2 separate regions of the Oncorhynchus mykiss genome follow, and region 2 is linked to region 1. Evidence: chromatin contacts called from public Hi-C data. All regions are on one chromosome and are shown on one strand. The core of a region is the stretch at or near the end of the contact, and the rest is flanking DNA. Distances in the headings are between cores, read along the strand shown. Region 1 holds the start of LOC110503700 (histone H3.3A). Region 2 holds the start of LOC110503705 (heterogeneous nuclear ribonucleoprotein L).

Evidence for each region. Hi-C and Micro-C count contacts between places; a contact is called where the count stands out from the background.
Region 2: a Hi-C map of blood shows a contact between it and region 1, with 2.9 times the contacts expected there. The contact joins the promoter of LOC110503705 here to the promoter of LOC110503700 in region 1. A contact is called at or near these places in 2 of 3 Hi-C or Micro-C datasets (blood and liver).

Annotation. Positions count from the first base shown.
Region 1 is chr24:10,006,517-10,011,374 of USDA_OmykA_1.1, forward strand. It overlaps LOC110503700 (histone H3.3A), which reads right to left and starts at 2,471. Exons shown (of 4, transcript XM_021582162.2): 1 at 2,338-2,471; 2 at 749-892; 3 at 378-531; 4 at 1-142. The coding sequence starts at 876. The coding sequence ends at 14. It overlaps LOC110503698 (histone H3.3A), which reads right to left. Exons shown (of 4, transcript XM_021582159.2): 2 at 4,358-4,501; 3 at 4,071-4,224; 4 at 2,845-3,604. The coding sequence starts at 4,485. The coding sequence ends at 3,476.
Region 2 is chr24:10,151,150-10,155,834 of USDA_OmykA_1.1, forward strand. It overlaps LOC110503705 (heterogeneous nuclear ribonucleoprotein L), which reads right to left and starts at 1,945. Exons shown (of 12, transcript XM_036961151.1): 1 at 550-1,945. The coding sequence starts at 759. LOC110503706 (serine/arginine-rich splicing factor 7) reads right to left here. Exons shown (of 8, transcript XM_036961153.1): 4 at 4,533-4,601; 5 at 4,415-4,456; 6 at 4,167-4,211; 7 at 3,907-4,044; 8 at 1,141-1,576. The coding sequence ends at 1,525.

The sequences.
Region 1 (4,858 bases), core at 1,221-3,720:
ATCAGGTAGGCGTCTAAGCACGCTCCCCACGGATACGACGGGCCAGCTGGATGTCTTTGGGCATGATGGTGACACGCTTGGCGTGGATGGCGCACAGGTTGGTGTCCTCAAACAGACCAACCAGGTAAGCCTCGCTGGCCTCCTGCAGACAACAAAGAACAGGTTGGAGAAACAGCTCACAACAACACACTTAGAGTGTGGACAATATCAACCTGTAAAATTATATTTTGTCATACATTCAGGCACATGATCGAAGCATTCCTCTTTAGTGTGTGATTTAAAAAAAAAAGTAATAATGCAATTATAGTCTTCCTGCCTCGAACTTGAGATATGTGGTTTATGACAGCTTGTGTCCCTTAGTTGGGGTTAGCACTGACCTGCAGGGCCCCAATGGCTGCACTCTGGAAACGCAGGTCAGTCTTGAAGTCCTGAGCAATTTCTCTCACCAGGCGCTGGAATGGCAGCTTGCGGATCAGCAGCTCAGTGGACTTCTGGTAACGACGGATCTCACGCAGGGCCACAGTACCAGGTCTGGAAGGAAACACACACAGTTAGAACAATCCCATGACTAACACCACTGTATGGATTCATTACAGAAATCCAGAGTCAAACATGTAATCAAACTCTTTAGGCCTAAATCCTTCTCTCTTGCATCAGGTGGTGATGGAGTCATAATAAGGAACATTAGTGTGGCTCAGGGACAGAGGGCAGCTTTGGCAAGACCTTTCAGCCTCACTGTCACTCTCACCTGTAACGATGGGGCTTCTTGACCCCACCAGTAGAAGGGGCACTCTTGCGGGCAGCTTTGGTGGCCAGCTGCTTACGTGGGGCTTTGCCTCCAGTAGATTTACGGGCTGTCTGCTTGGTACGGGCCATGGCTCCTACAAATCACCTGAACAAAGGGGAGAACCACAAAAATTACTATAGCTTACACTTTCATTGCAATTATACCTGATAATAAGTAACTGGATTTGTATTCATCCATTACCTTAGCTGATTCAAAACTTTCACAAAATGTGAAAATCCCCAAGATTATTTCTGTACAGTAATTGGGTGTTCCACTCACTGTCATTGAACACATCTAGAACCAAAAAAAGTGTTGAGAGTCTACAACATGAATTTTCCCAATCAAAGTCGAGTGGGCCAATCAATCAATCAATCAATGGGGGAAAACGACGGCATTGGTTGGTTAGTCAATCTTATTGTGTAAACATATGACTAAGACCAATCAGCGTATGTTCTGTCACGAGAAGGCGCAATCTACAGCTCCTAGACGTTGGTTGCCCCGCCCACTCCGCTGTGACGATGGCGGCTGCTTGATGCGCAACCGGGATAAAGACCATAGGCAGAAGAGCAAAGGAGTACCACTAAAACTTTGATATTTAAATAAACAGCTGTTTGACAATATCATCAAACAACTAATATACATAAAAGACATCTCAGAGAACTCGTATGTAGGCACATAAACGGACTTCGACCACCAATGCCTGCGTACAACCGAAGTGAACCCGCGCATAATTTGAATTTTTTTTTATCCAGTTGCACTAGCTGTAGAAAAGGCTGCAATTCTGTGCCGTTTCGACAGTGGGGTTTGTTATTTTCCTCTACGACGAAAACGAGATGGATCTCCAACAAAATTACACCACAATTGAAGCAATTTGAAACTTTTCGAATGTGAAGATCACGTAAATTAAAAGCAGTCGAGTGTTTGACTTACCTACACCAAAAGTGGTTAAAAAGAATGTGAGAAGTGTTTAGCTTGTCTGGCGGTGTCAGTATTTTCTTCCTCGTATCCACAATGGGAACAACCGTCCAGCGGGAAAATGGCCGCTATGTCAATCATTTCTCCCAGAATGCCATAGTGTATACAAACATTTCTAGTTTCGTTTCATTTGTGGTGCTTCAGACACATCTTTGGATATTTTTTTGTACGCCACTAAATGTTACTTTATATCAGTCTCCAAATTTCATATCCGAACATATAGCATACTTGCTATCAATATTTTTCTCAAGATGTTGTGGAAACGTTTTGGCTTTTCAATTTGCCATGCTCAAGAAAGCTATTATGCTGAAGTTATTGTGCATTTCTATATCGTACAACCTTACATTCACAAGTATTGTGCAAATGTCAGCCTGCAATGTCAAAGGTCTGGTTCCCAATCAGTGGTGTAAAGTACTTAAGTAAAAATACGTAAGTACTACTTTAATTTTTGGGGGTATCTGTACTTTAATTATATTTTGGACAAAGTGTTTACGCCACACAATATCCGACACTCTAAAGGACTTGTTACATTTTGAATGCTTAGGACAAGAAAAAGGTCAAATTCATGCACTTACCAAGAGAACGTCCCTGGTCATCCCTACGCCCTCTGATCAGGCAGACTCACTCCTCACATATTTAGCAGATGTCGTTGCGGGTGTAGCGAAATGTGTTCCTAGCGCCAACAATGCAGTAATAGCTAAACAATTCACACATCTTAATTCCATTATAAGAAATATATTAAGACGAGCAAAGTCTGAATGTGATGTAAAGATTTTGGACATGCTTGTAAATGATGCCGGAGTGCCCCTGGCTAGTCGTAAAAAAATAAAATTTAACGGTGCCGTGTGCTTAGTAAGGAATTTGATCAAGTATATTTAAAACCAAATACTTAGTCAAGTAGTATTATACTGGTGATTTTCACTCACCGTTTTCTATTTAAAAAATATTTACTTGGCAAGTAAAACAAGTGGGTACTTTTGCCATTGAATATGACAGTTCAAATAACATTAAAACGGTTCACTATTTAAAATACCATTGCCAGCAGCATACAACTCAGTACAGGCCAATCACTTCACTCAACCAGTTGTGGAACAGTAGTTTATCACCTTTGTATGAGAATTCTGGATTTTTACAAATATCTGCTTAAAAATGTAAAAAAAAAAAAAAAAAAACGAAATCAGTGTGAAAAGGGCATCACAACCTGAGAAAGAAACTAAAATATTACCAGGATAAAAACATGGGAGAAATACATAAACATTGTGCTACATAGGCCTATGCAATATTTTGAATCATGCAAAGTCATATTTTTATTGATCAATTTCAGAACACAATTAACCATTTGTAAATGTATCACGTAAACAGTAGAAACACTAGTTGTAAAAAAAAATGATAAAGGGTACATGTAAAAACACCACATGTTTATCAATTAGAAAACCAACCCTGTCATAATGTAATAGTAGGAGGGGGAAATGCTTGCCCAAGATGCTTCATGCATGCACCCTTTGCTGTGTCGAGTTGCATACACAAAGGTGTGACTCAGATCAGCTTCAAAACAGATACAAAGTACCCTAAAAGTCTGCTGCTAAGAGAACTAAGGGGGACAAGACTACAGTTTACTTGTGTCACATCATTACTCAAATCAAGCTCCTTATAAGGATAAGTGGGAAGGGAGGAAAAGACAGACTGAGGTATATAAAAATAAAGGGGAGGCGTCTAAGCACGCTCCCCACGGATACGACGGGCCAGCTGGATGTCTTTGGGCATGATGGTGACACGCTTGGCGTGGATGGCGCACAGGTTGGTGTCCTCAAACAGACCAACCAGGTAAGCCTCGCTGGCCTCCTGCAGACAAAAAAAAGTTGAATTCAGCTGACATGCATAAGCTCTCTTGGTATGGACCAATGCATTCTTTGAACATTTGGGGAGATGACTGCCAGTAGGTCACCACCTTAAGGGATTTTGGCAATGAGGCTCTTTATTTACTTCCCCAGAGTCAGTATGAAGAAAGTTTCTTGAGCCAATGCTAACTAGCATTAGTGCAATGACTAAAAGTTTACATCTATGAGCATGCTAGCAGATACCCATAGACTTTGTCATTGTGCTAATACTAACTAGCATTAGCTCGCAAACCCAACTAACTTTTTTCATACTGGACAGGCATATGGCATTCAGTAGTTCAGCCGACTCAGCAAAAGATGATAAAGGGCCTCATTGCCAAAATTATGAAGTTTCCCTTTGAGTGTACAGATTCCCGATAGGTCTGGTTTTAGTGTTATTTGGCAGGTTAACAGAAATCATAAACCCTGACCTGCAGGGCTCCAATAGCTGCACTCTGGAAACGCAGGTCAGTCTTGAAGTCCTGAGCGATTTCTCTCACCAGGCGCTGGAAGGGCAGCTTGCGGATCAGCAGCTCAGTGGACTTCTGGTACCTACGGATCTCACGCAGGGCCACAGTACCAGGTCTGGAGTAAAACACACAGTAATTAATTAACCAGTGTGGTCCTTTACTCCATCTACACAATTATTAAAGGAGACCACGACACCAGGTGGGTGAAAGTCTGTTCAGGCACTATGCGTGCCATCACTCTCCATCACCTGTAGCGATGGGGCTTCTTGACCCCACCAGTAGAAGGGGCACTCTTGCGGGCAGCTTTGGTGGCCAGCTGCTTACGTGGGGCTTTGCCTCCAGTAGATTTACGGGCTGTCTGCTTGGTACGGGCCATGGCTCCTACAAATTACCTGAATAAAGGCAAAGTTGAGAAAGGAATGTTAATGGGAGTGTAACCAACTAGATATCAAATTGCAGCGTAAAACCATGTTAGCCTGATAAATGCCACGTGTCATACTTCCAAATGCCAAGCTTTTGAGGCATTTGATTTTAGGTGAGACATTTTAGCTCTATGAACCCATAAAAAGCACATTGTTTGGTCTATTAATGATTGGATACACTATCCAATCAACGGGGTTTAGAATAATCTGTTACATGTCATCTGATTACAAAGTTAACTAATGTTACCTTACCAAAAATATTGTCATCCGATTAGATACTTTTGAAAAACAAGACGGTTACATTTAGAAATACTGTTATGACAAAAT
Region 2 (4,685 bases), core at 695-3,194, 140 kb after region 1:
GTTAAACATTTTACTGGCTAAAGTAGCAAACTAATTAGCTCGCTAACTAGTTACCGACTACATCAAAGAACGAGTCAATAATGCATCTTACTAGGTTTATTTCAATTTAACACACCCACTCGTGTTCGTTGCTTGGCAAAACGAAACCGCTAAGCTAGAACAAAGCAATAACGCTACTGCTAGCTAACGTTAGCTACTGTATGATTTGTGGCGTGGCCTGAATTGCACTCTCCCATCCATTCAAACGGAAAAAAAGGCCAGCTAACGTTAGCTAGACAATTGTTGGAAAAACAACTAGCTAGCCAGTTAGCTAACTAGCTACATTGAGATCTGTTTACTCCACGGACAATTTAAGCTAAACATACACACAGAACGAAAGGTTTAACATCGTGGAACAAGGGAAAGCGAGCTAGCTAACGTTGCTGGGTGCAATATATTTTTTGAAACGCCGCGTCATGAGTATGTGAGATTGTTATTTAAAGAGTACATTGCAATGCATGTGCTTAAATGCATTTTGCTATATCACAGAAATCAGCGTTCATCATTTACCGTTGTCATTCCGTCGTTGGTTTTTAGTCTTTTCGTTGCCCTGCCGCCTTCGTAATAACGGCCTGCCATAGCCATGTTGTCCCAGTTAATAAGGTTGGTAGCAGCGACCGTATGAAATGGACGGGAAAGTATTGAGACACACACATGGGCCCGCCTTGAAGAGTCCGCTGCGGTTTCCAATTGGCCTAAAAGGCACGTCAATAACGCCATCACCAATTTATCTTATAGTCAGAGCTCAAACCACTACTACTGTATTGATCTGTTATCTGTAAAAAATAAAGTGAAGATCATCTTTATTTCTACAATAAATACATTTTCAATCCAGGCGAATGATCTAGGTGGTTACAGCTTTTTGAGAATGGACTTTAATCAGCAAGGTTGAAAAGAGCCAAGATTACAAATATGCCACAGCTAAGGGCTGTTTTTATGTACGACGCATTAGGTGGGGTGTAAGTTTGAAAACGAAAACTTATTGACTGCAAACCATTTCTCATGGCAAACATACCATGTCATTTCCTTTTTCACTATAAAACGTCTCCATGTAAGACACATTCTGTAGATGTTCCCAATGTTCAAAAGAATAATACTGAATTAATGTGTCGATTTATTCCAAAATCTGCCAGTGTCATAAAAAAGGGAAAGCAACATTTAAAGTATCTTACAGCTCTTTAACGCAATGCCACGCTGAATATAGTAGATAAGAAATAATAACAAATACAAAGTTGTGGTTCACAAATCCCACTTCTGAAATTAGCTATTTGAACTGTTTTGACACACACAAGAGCCATTTTAGGAATGTGACATCATGTAAGGGATGCATGGTTAGATATGAAACTAATCCTGTAGAGTGTAATTATACAGCATCAGAAAGGTAGGGGTAGATTCTAATCAATGCAGGGAACAAAGACAAAACAAATAGCTGCAAGGCTAAAGCCAGTTGGTCGGAGGGGGATGGGGACGAGTTTAGTCTTCAAATCAATCTTCCCCTGGGGTGGGGCTCTTTTTCTGGCTTGGAGATCTGGAACGACTGAAACAGACAGAGAATGGTGTAAGAACAGGGCAGACACAGCATGTCCAATCAACAGGCAGCCCGGCCGGCACCCATCTTGTCCCAGCATGTCCACTCAACTAGCCCAGCACCCATCTCAGAACCAATCACAGCTCCAACCCTGCTGGCACATAATCAGTGGTGTAAAGTACTTAAGTAAAAATACTACTTAAGTGGTATCTGTACTTCACTATTTATATTTGACAACTTTCACTTTATTCCCAAATAAAAAGTACTTTTTACTACATTTTACCTGACGCCAAAGAGTACTCATTACATTTTGAATGCTTAGGAGGACAGAAGAATGGTCACACACTTCACACACTTATCAAGAGAACAACCCTGGTCATCCCTACTGCCTCTGATCTGGCAGACTCACTAAACACATGCTTCGTTTGTAAATTATGTCAGTGTTGGAGCTTGCCCCTGGCTATCCGAGTCATTTTCTATGAAGGTCTACTTTTACTCAAGTATGACAATTGGGTACTTTTTCCACTACTGCCCACAATGCACTGTGTCCCACTACAACCAGTTTGCCTTGCTCAGGACACGTTATAAATACAACACATTACAGCTACACTGGATACCGCCAACATCCACTAATTATAACATGTAGGGAGGGGTACCCTAATTTTGCATAATTAAATCAACAAGTGAAAGTACCAGAGGTCAAGGAAATGAAGGAGCTGGGTGTTGAGACTGGGGTGTTTTAAAGGGGGTTTGAGGTGATAAAACCATCCCTTGCATTTTCACACAATGAAACAAAAGACCATGGTAGGATCTGAACTAAGAATTGCATCCAAAACAAACACTGACCAAATAAAATAAACTTGCCTTTTGCAAGCACACGTCTTTAGAATCCTACCTCGATATGGTAAACTATCACCTATGTGCAGACACTTATTTAAAACCCAAGGGAACAGTGCAAACATTCAAATAGGTTGACCTAATATACAGTATCAGGACAAGCACCATCAATGTATCTACATTCCCCCTAAAAAAAAAATCCTACACTTATCACTACACCCAGGATAATATGTATCCAAAGATAATATTTAACACTCATATACCCACCCACAGACAGACATACACACACCTGTGGATTTGGACAGTGCATGCTCTGTATAGTTGAATGTTAGTGTACAGTATGTTAGGGAGTATCAGACTATACGTCTGCGTTCTGATCATGAAAGACATTGACTCTTGGGTTTTCATTACCTTTGGAGACAGTGGCAGAAACAACATGTACAGAGTAGCGACGGATTCTAGAACTCGAAGACACACTCGGAGGGTCTTGAAGTCTGATCTCTTGTCAGCTCTCCTTTCTCACCCTCTCAGAAGCTAATCAAGTTGCCGGGCTCGGTAGGGAAGGGGCCTTAACTTGTCGACTGAACTTGGCTCAGCGTTCAAGTCTGTGGTGCGTGGGTTCTGGGAGGGAGTGTGGTGGGTGGAACAACTGTGTGTACGCGCGTAGGATGGATGTGTCTCGTCAGAATGTTCATCAGGCGACCTCTTTAACCAGCACGGCGCAAGCTGATTTCTGGTCAGCCCTTTTCACCCTCAGGAAGGACGTTAACACAGCAAGGATGACCCTGGTCAGTGCTTCTGCAGTCGGTCGACTCCCCACACTCTTTAAAAAAAGGCCTGATGCGATTGGTCACTGGAGTCTGATCACGACAGATTTCTATTTTGGGTTTTTGAGGTTCTCTCGCCCTCTGAAGCTAATCAAATTGAGTCTGGATCTGAGGGAGAAGAGAAAAGAGAAGAGCCCCGCTCCCCCAGCCGTCACCCAAACAGCCTCTGTTTCTCAGGAGTATAGGCTCATTAGCTCTATGTGCAACTCTCTGAAGCTAATCAAGGTCTGGCCTGGTCATTCTAGGAGAGGGACCTCCAAGAGAAAATAACATTAAAATCAGGTATTTGGAAAAGATAAAGGGGGTGGGACGGTGTTCCTCACTCTAGCTTGGGGTGTGTTAGAGTCCCTGACTATTTCTTTCCCCTCCCCATCTCCAGCAGTAGCCATCTCTCTGATGAGTTGTCGCTCTTCGGGTGGAGGCTGGTCTGAGGGGGCAGCTACCCACGACTTACCTGATCACACCTAGCCCTGTCTAACAGATAGCAATATACCTAAACTTAAGCTGAGTGAATGTGGAGGGTCATCTCTGAAAAATGTGATTAAAAGAGGGAGGGGGGGGCTTCCAGCACATTTGCAAAACAATATTCCAAATCATCCAAATGAAGTATAATTAGCAGTATTGTACAATATGGGCTACAAGGCAAAGACAATAATTTTAAGTCATGGCATTTACACAGTACAGGAGCAGCTGTGAAGGTATGGGTTGACGAGGCAGAGAGCTAACCTATTCCTCTTATGGCTGGGAGAGCGGGATCTGGAGAGAGAGCGGGACGCCGAGCGCCCTCTGGCCCGGGACCCTGACCGAGAACGACTGCAAAAAAAAAAAAAAACATGGGAGCAAAAACGCAGGCACCCCAACTTCAGATGGGATCCATGGACAGGACAGCTTTCAAGAGGAAATTATTGTGCAACTGTAATACACACGTGGTTTACCTCCTAACAGATGTCCTGGACTTGGACCACACAGGGGAGCCGGACCTAATATGGAAGTGGGAAGTGTTTTAAGTGTTTCAAGAAAATGACCTGTTTTGAAGCTAATAGATAAATTAAATGAAAACAATCATATGATTATGTTTGCAGGAACAACAGGCTTGCTCAGAATAGAAATGTAGACTATACTTCCTATGACAATAAGAAAAATGCAATGTCATCAGCATGCAAAATTAACCGTAGACAATTACCTCTTCCGATGTTTGGGATAAGATTGGGAGCGGTGCCTGCCTCTGTATTGTAGGAGAGAGATCAGTATCAGCACAGGGAGAGGTTTGAATGACAGTAGCAAAAACTCTGTTTACTTACCGGTCATTGCTGCGGGAACGGGATCGATAACGGCTGCCACGTGACCTGGATCCGGAACGAGACCGCGATCTGGAATACAAGAAACAGGATGTGATGTCTCTAATACAGGGTTTTTCTGTGAAAAGACATCTATAAATCACACACTATTTCTAC